2 separate regions of the Gossypium hirsutum genome follow, and region 2 is linked to region 1. Evidence: chromatin contacts called from public Hi-C data. All regions are on one chromosome and are shown on one strand. The core of a region is the stretch at or near the end of the contact, and the rest is flanking DNA. Distances in the headings are between cores, read along the strand shown.

What was found. Hi-C and Micro-C count contacts between places; a contact is called where the count stands out from the background.
Region 2: a contact with region 1 is called in a Hi-C map of leaf, with 3 times the contacts expected there. The contact joins the promoter of LOC107900981 here to the promoter of LOC107900987 in region 1. A contact is called at or near these places in 5 of 34 Hi-C or Micro-C datasets (hypocotyl, leaf and petal).

The regions. Positions count from the first base shown.
Region 1 is chrD06:16,934,164-16,937,636 of Gossypium_hirsutum_v2.1, forward strand. LOC107900987 (AT-rich interactive domain-containing protein 4) reads left to right here and starts at 1,786. Exons shown (of 15, transcript XM_016826799.2): 1 at 1,786-2,885; 2 at 2,982-3,173; 3 at 3,380-3,433. The coding sequence starts at 2,730.
Region 2 is chrD06:17,213,108-17,216,504 of Gossypium_hirsutum_v2.1, forward strand. LOC107900981 (copper-transporting ATPase PAA2, chloroplastic) reads right to left here and starts at 1,971. Exons shown (of 18, transcript XM_016826787.2): 1 at 1,113-1,971; 2 at 951-1,028; 3 at 104-201. The coding sequence starts at 1,752.

The sequences.
Region 1 (3,473 bases), core at 536-3,035:
AAAACTAAAATTTACGTGTTGAACTTGTGTTTATTGGATTTATAAACAAATTTTTTATCACTACACCAGCAATAATTCTTAAATAAACTTAAAACAAGTAACTTTTAACATAAAATGTCTTTCTATACTATTAATGAAACCCCTGACTGACTGAGATGATGTCATAGGTAAACCAGGTATCGACTCAGTAAGGAAATGACTAATATACCATTTTATTAAATGACTACTATTATTATTTCAGTGTTACAAGTCAGCTCAAAACCAACTTAATACTGTACATATTATATGTGCTATTATTAATTAATTTTAAATTTTACATTTTAATTATTTATTATATGTTATATTCAAATGCACACGTATAATAGAAATACTAAAAGATAATTCATTAACATGTAATCTTTCCGTGATTAGTGAAATTCTGTTCATGGAAAAAACTTGCTAAGAGAAAGGGTTAGTTTTGCTAAACATCTCCAAACTATCATTTAGATTTTAAATTAGTTCTTGGATTTTAAAATATTGTAATTGAATTCTTAAAATACTAATAATCAATTTAGTCTGTAAATGATTGTTTGAAATTGACATAAAATATATTTAAAACATGTGAATCAAATTATACATGCGTGTATATATTGTGTTGATAGTTTGAACCTAAAGCGCTAAAAAGAACAGACAACATTAATAAAATTTAGGAAGGTTGTTTTTATTTTTTATTTTTATGCAATAGATTCAAATTATTCATGTAGTAGGTACACAAATTTTGGGATCGTTGTGTTTAAATATCCTTCATATTAAATTTGATCCAGCATTTAATGCCCAAGTTAATGACTTGATGAACAAAAAAACCTAATTGATACAATACTAATACTTTAAAAATTCAATTAAAATATTTTAAAATTAAAAAGCCAAATTAGAATTAACCTATAATTTAAAACTGTATGATACAATTAATCCTCAGTAAAACATAATCCAAGAATTATAAAGGCAAGTAGTTTGTTGTAGAAATTAAGATTTTGATTATGAATTTCATCCCCAAAAATTAATCTTTATATTTTAATTTGTCAAAGTTTTGTCCTTGTAATTTATATACCTCATAAAAACCAAGGAGTTAATTTGATTACTGTTGATTTTTGTTAATTTTTTACATATAAATTGTAGTGTTGTTTGAATCGAGCAGAACCAGCTGGTTGAGAGACCGACCTGAAAAGTGGCTTTGGATTGATTAGACCGAAAATCGGTAAAAATTAAATAAAAAACCGGTTGAATCGGTTAAGAATCGATTGAACCAGAATTTTTAAATTTTTTGAAAATTTAATAAATTTTTAATTGGATCAGAAAGTCGGTGATAAATTATTGTTATGGTTATGTTTTTGCTAATTTTTTTACTTAACAACTGATGTTGAGATCAATAATTTAATAGTATTGCCACTTTAATTTTGAAGGATGAAATTGTAATAAAAGATAAGTTATTAAGTTTTTATAGAATAAAAAGATGAAATTGAGAATAAAACCAAGTGAAAAGAAGAGTGAAAAAGAAAGTGGGGGAGTCAAATCCAGGGAACTGGGTCCCAGTTCGTACAAAGCGAGCAGTTCGAGTGCTGAACGAAGAACATATTTACCTGAAAAGAATTTTTGTTTTCGGGGCTTTTAAAGTCTCAGTAAATAATATCATTCAATCCCAACACAAATTTACCCATGATGATCACCGTCATGATCGCTTGGACAATGAGAACAGAACCAAACCAACCATTCTAAATCTTTGTCCAAACAAAAAAAAGAAAGAAAAGAAATTAGAAATACCCTTCATTAATGAACGTTTTCCGGTTGTATTGGACTTTGAAGTATAGTATTCAAGAACACAAAAAAGCAGATACAGAAACTTTTCACCTCCTCAAAGTTTGCGAACGAGTATAATGCATTAGTTATGATATCTTTTGAAGCACGGTAACTTGAAAGAAACAAATTATTAAAAAGTCAATTAAGAAATGGGCATTTCTTTTTCCTTTTTTGTGGATTTCCTGATCAAACGGTTCATCAAATTCACTCTTTTTGACTTGGGAAACTGTAGTTATTAAAAATACATACTGACAACAAAGAGAAAAAAAGGGAGGCTCTGGCTGGGCTTTTTTTTATTTTTAATTAATTTACTTTGATTTTAATCGAATTTTGATTTTGATTTTGGGTTTTTTTTTTGTTTTTGATTTTAATTTTTTTTGTCAAAGGCGGTGCTAGTGGGGGATTGTTAGTGAAAGAAGGAATAAAGATGTGTCATTTCGGGTTTTTTATTTATTTGAGATTTCTTTATTATTTGGGAGACTGACTCTTCTTAAAACTTAGGGTTCTTTTTTTACTTTCCGATTTTTGTTTTGGAAGGATTTGCTTCCTGAGAAATTTTCTCGGTATCTTCGTCTGGTTTGGTAATTTTGTACATTCGGGTTCTCGATTCCCTTGTTTATTTCATCTGGGTCGGTGGGTTTTCTTCAGATTTTGAACTCTCCACCTTTGGTTTTTAGGGATTTTCAAGTGTCTCAAATACAAAGTGAAGTTCCTTTTTGCTCTGTGATAGAATTTTGGAAAATCAGAGGTTTCGAGTAATAAGATTTGCAGTTGGCTTTTTAGGGTTTTGATTTGATTTCAGAGTAATGTTTTAGGTTTTTGGGATTTCTTAAAGGGGCCATTGGTGCCTTGCACTTAGTGGCAAGTTTGGGTCTTGCTGAGTCTGGCATGTTTTAATGATGTTTAGTGCTCAAAGGTCTTCAAGGAACCATTGCAATCTCCTTGCTATTCTTTGTGGTGGTGAAGTTTCTGATAATAAACAGAAGCAGCCAGTTTCTAATGATAAGTCCAGATACCTTTTTCCAGAGATTGCTTCTTCAGGTCGCTTGGAGGTATATAAATCGTGTTAATAGTTTTTAACCTTTTTTAACTGTTGACATTTTAGCAGAACTTCTTATAAAGTTGCACTTTTACTTATTTAAATGCAGGTTCAGCTTCTGAACAATCCTAGCATCGATGAGGTTCGACGAGTTCTTGAATCGTCTGAGCCAAATGTTGTTTACTTACAAGGAGAGCAGAATGCTGATAGTGAAGAAATTGGTTATCTGGTTTGTGGAGATGTTCACTTGTCCACTCCAGAAGCTTTATACGGACTTTTTGGTTCCACATTGCCCACCACTGTTAGTGAGACATGATTTTCTTGTAGTACTTGTTTAATAATGTTTATAGTTTGATCCCATTCTCCCTGAAATTATACGATGGGATTGTTTCATGCATGTTTCCTTTTGTTTTATACTTCCTTTTACTAGTTTTGCTGGTTTCAGACTTTCAGTGCTCATTTGAAGTTTATTATGTTTGGTTGATTTATTCTCAAATGTTTGTGCAGGTTTATTTAGAGACTCCCAACGGTGACAAATTGGCTGAGGCACTTCATTCCAAGGTAAAGTTATTGATCATGATCATAAAGTGAACAAATGGAA
Region 2 (3,397 bases), core at 721-3,220, 280 kb after region 1:
AGAACTTAGCAGATTGATTCCATGATGCTATATTAAGAAAACTGAATCTCAGCTTTCAAACCACAAGGAAAGAAAGAATGAAAGAAAGAAAGAAAATTCTCACTGCACTAATGATAAATGCAGCAATTGATCCAAAACCCACAAGAGAATTCATATTGGGAGATCCTTTCTTGAATGCCAATAATCCATCAACTAGCAAATCTGCAAAACATTTTTTGAGAACTTTGATCAAAGTCAATCTTTACTCCCCGGTCACTACAGCATTAAGACACTTTAGAAAGAGTTTTGCTAGTAACTGCCTTAAGACCAAGGAATATCTTCCTTAAATATGGGTTTTGTTTGGAAAATTAGCTATCAAAATAGTTTAAATTGTGTGATAAAACACATATAAATATAACTAATATTATTACACCCACGATTTTATATTAAAAAATTATTTATAAAATATATCAATAAATTATTATCAGTGGAGTGACAAGGGTCTTTTATATGAATTTGTAGGTCTTGTGGTCAATTTGCAAATAATTTTTATTTGAATTTTATATTAAAGTATGAAAAGATGAAAATATTTTTAAAGTAATACTAATTACCCTTTGAAGTAAAGGTATTTTAGTAACTCACAGCCTGACACCAACTCAATCAGCCACTTTATATATACTATAGATAGATATTATGATTATTTTTCAAATTCATGAATTTGTGGAGGTCTTTTTCACGGTGAATTTGAAATTCCTAAAGGCATTTGTGAATTTGACATGCAAGTTTCTATACATTTCAAATACATATCATATTAAATATTAACTAATTTATAGTATGCAATTCATTCTGACAACTAATACAACAAACCAAATATAAATCCAAAATTTTCTAATCCATATATCCAAACATAGAATTTCTTACATGCCGCCTAAATGTTAATGCATGTGAAAATAAGGGATAAAACAACAAACCTCTTCCTGGACCCAACAAAGCCGTTAAAGCCAATCCTCCTTTGACATAAGAATTATGAAGGACCTCCAGAAACGATCCTGAATCAAACATAATTAAACCATAGGCGTCATTATCACATATCAAATTTAAATAAGAAATTGAATTGCATTAAATTAAATTACCATGGCCGAAATGAATCCCTAGGGAGTGCAAAATATGTGAAGCATGAGCTCCACAACAAAGCGCCACCAAAGTCCAAGCAAAAGCCACTCGATTCCTACTCTTCACCAACAATTCCTCTTTCTTCTTCAACATTTCCTTCCACTTCCTCATGTTCTCCGCGATTCCAATCCCCGAAACCCTCCTCTTAGCCATGAACCCGCACTCGCTCACCCTCTGAGCTATACTCTCCGCAACACTCTCCACGGTTTCCCTCTCCATCACCTCCCGCTTCAACTTGATCGCCGCCGTCTCGGTCAACAAGTTGACTACTACTGATTCGACTCGCTCGTCGGAAGAGATAACCGATTTGACTCGGGACACGCATCCGCCGCACATCATCCCGTTGACATCGAGGAGAACCGACGGGTCTTTAAGCTTCTGTCCTACCGGCAGTATAGACGATTCCTCCGACTCTAATCTAGTCTCCAGTGAACTGAACAAGACGAATCCAGGAGTTGACCGAGGCCGACAATGGAAACGACCACGAGGGCATCGTTTTAGCAAGCCAAAGCGGTCAGCTTTGAGTTTCGCGCCATTACTGAAAGAGAGCTTTGGCCGATTTAATACAGAGAGTCTTAACAGATCCCCCGCCATTGCCATTGTTTGCTCGCATAAGGATTTTTTTTTAAAAAAAAAAGATGACCAAAGAAATGCACTGAGAAAGATTTGAAGACAATGATGTTGATCCTTGTTGAAAGTTGAAACGCAGAGAACCGTAATTTCCTTTTTCCTTTTAGAACATTATCCAATTATAATCCGCCATGTAATCTTGAAACTGTATCCGCACGTTTTTTTGTATGGTATTATCGAACTGAACTTCACCTAACCTTGTGGTCGAAATTCGACAACAGCAATTGAGATATTCAATTTACTTAAAATTCCAAAACGCTGCGTTTTAATCCATTACACTTGGGGCTAGGTTACCATTGTTAAAAAAATGTTGTTCACTGTTATTAAATATATATATTAAATACGATATTGGTAAGTAAAAAATAAGTGAAATAATATTTAAATAATTTAATATGTTAATATATGAAATATAAAATTTAAATGGCTTTAAAGAAATTAATATAAATTATTTGTAAACTTTAATTTAAATATATAAACAATATTAGAGAAAATTAATTTTTTTATTAATTTACATGCTCATTGCAAAATGCTAAGTTAAAGCTTAAAAATATATTTGATTGATGAAATAAATGAGGATATTTTGACAATTTTACATTCAAAAGTCAAAAGTCAAAAGCAAAAAGCTTTATTTTTTAGCTTTTGAGGTTGGGTCTAAAAGTTAGTTTGAAATGTAACGACCCGGTTTTTAATAGTATCAGAAAATGTAGTTTCAGAATTTCATTTTCGTAATCCAAATCCGTAATATTTAATAGAGATATTTACGAAGTTATTGTATTGATTAATTGAAATTTGGTTAAGTGATTTAATCAAAATTGTGATTAATTAAGGCTTAGGGACTAAATTATAAAAGTTTAATTACTATAGATTTTTAATTAGAATAAGGCTTGAGGACTTAAATTACAACTAACCAAAGGAATATAATAGAAAACAGACCGATTTTAAATATATGTTAGTGGGTGGTGATGGATGGTGTCATTTACTTAATTTAATTAGTTATTAAGCTTAAATAATTAAGGTTAATTTAATTAAACTAGTTTAATTAAAATAAAACCATAGTATAAAATGCAATTAGCGGAAAGAGAGAAGAGAGTTTCATCTTCTTCATCTCAACAAAAAAAGAAACATAAAAGGAAAACACCATTTTTGCTAACTTTGAAGCTTTTGGCTAAATAAGTCCCTAGTCATTTTTCATTAATTTTTATAGATTTGAGGTCATAGGAGCTTGAATTGGCTAACACATTTATTAAATTGTGAAACTGTTAAAGTTTTAGAAAGTTTTCATAGTTGAGAACTTGATGAAATTGATGTGAATTTGATAGAAATTAAGCTTAGTTTAAAAAAAAGACTAAATTGTAAAGTTCAATTGATAGTTTCGTACAATAGGGATCAAATTGAATAAAATAAAAAACTATTATGAAATCTTGGTAGGAATAGGAAATAGAAGGTCCTTAATGAAAATAGGTGAAATCGAATTTTAATTTGAGGGTTTAGATTGAAAGTTATGCTTGTCTCGGGTTTAGAGACTAAATTGAATAAATTGCAAAATATGTGTGACTTTGTAATTGGTTGTGATTTGAATTGGAATTTGATGTTGTGTATTGTTGGATTATTATTT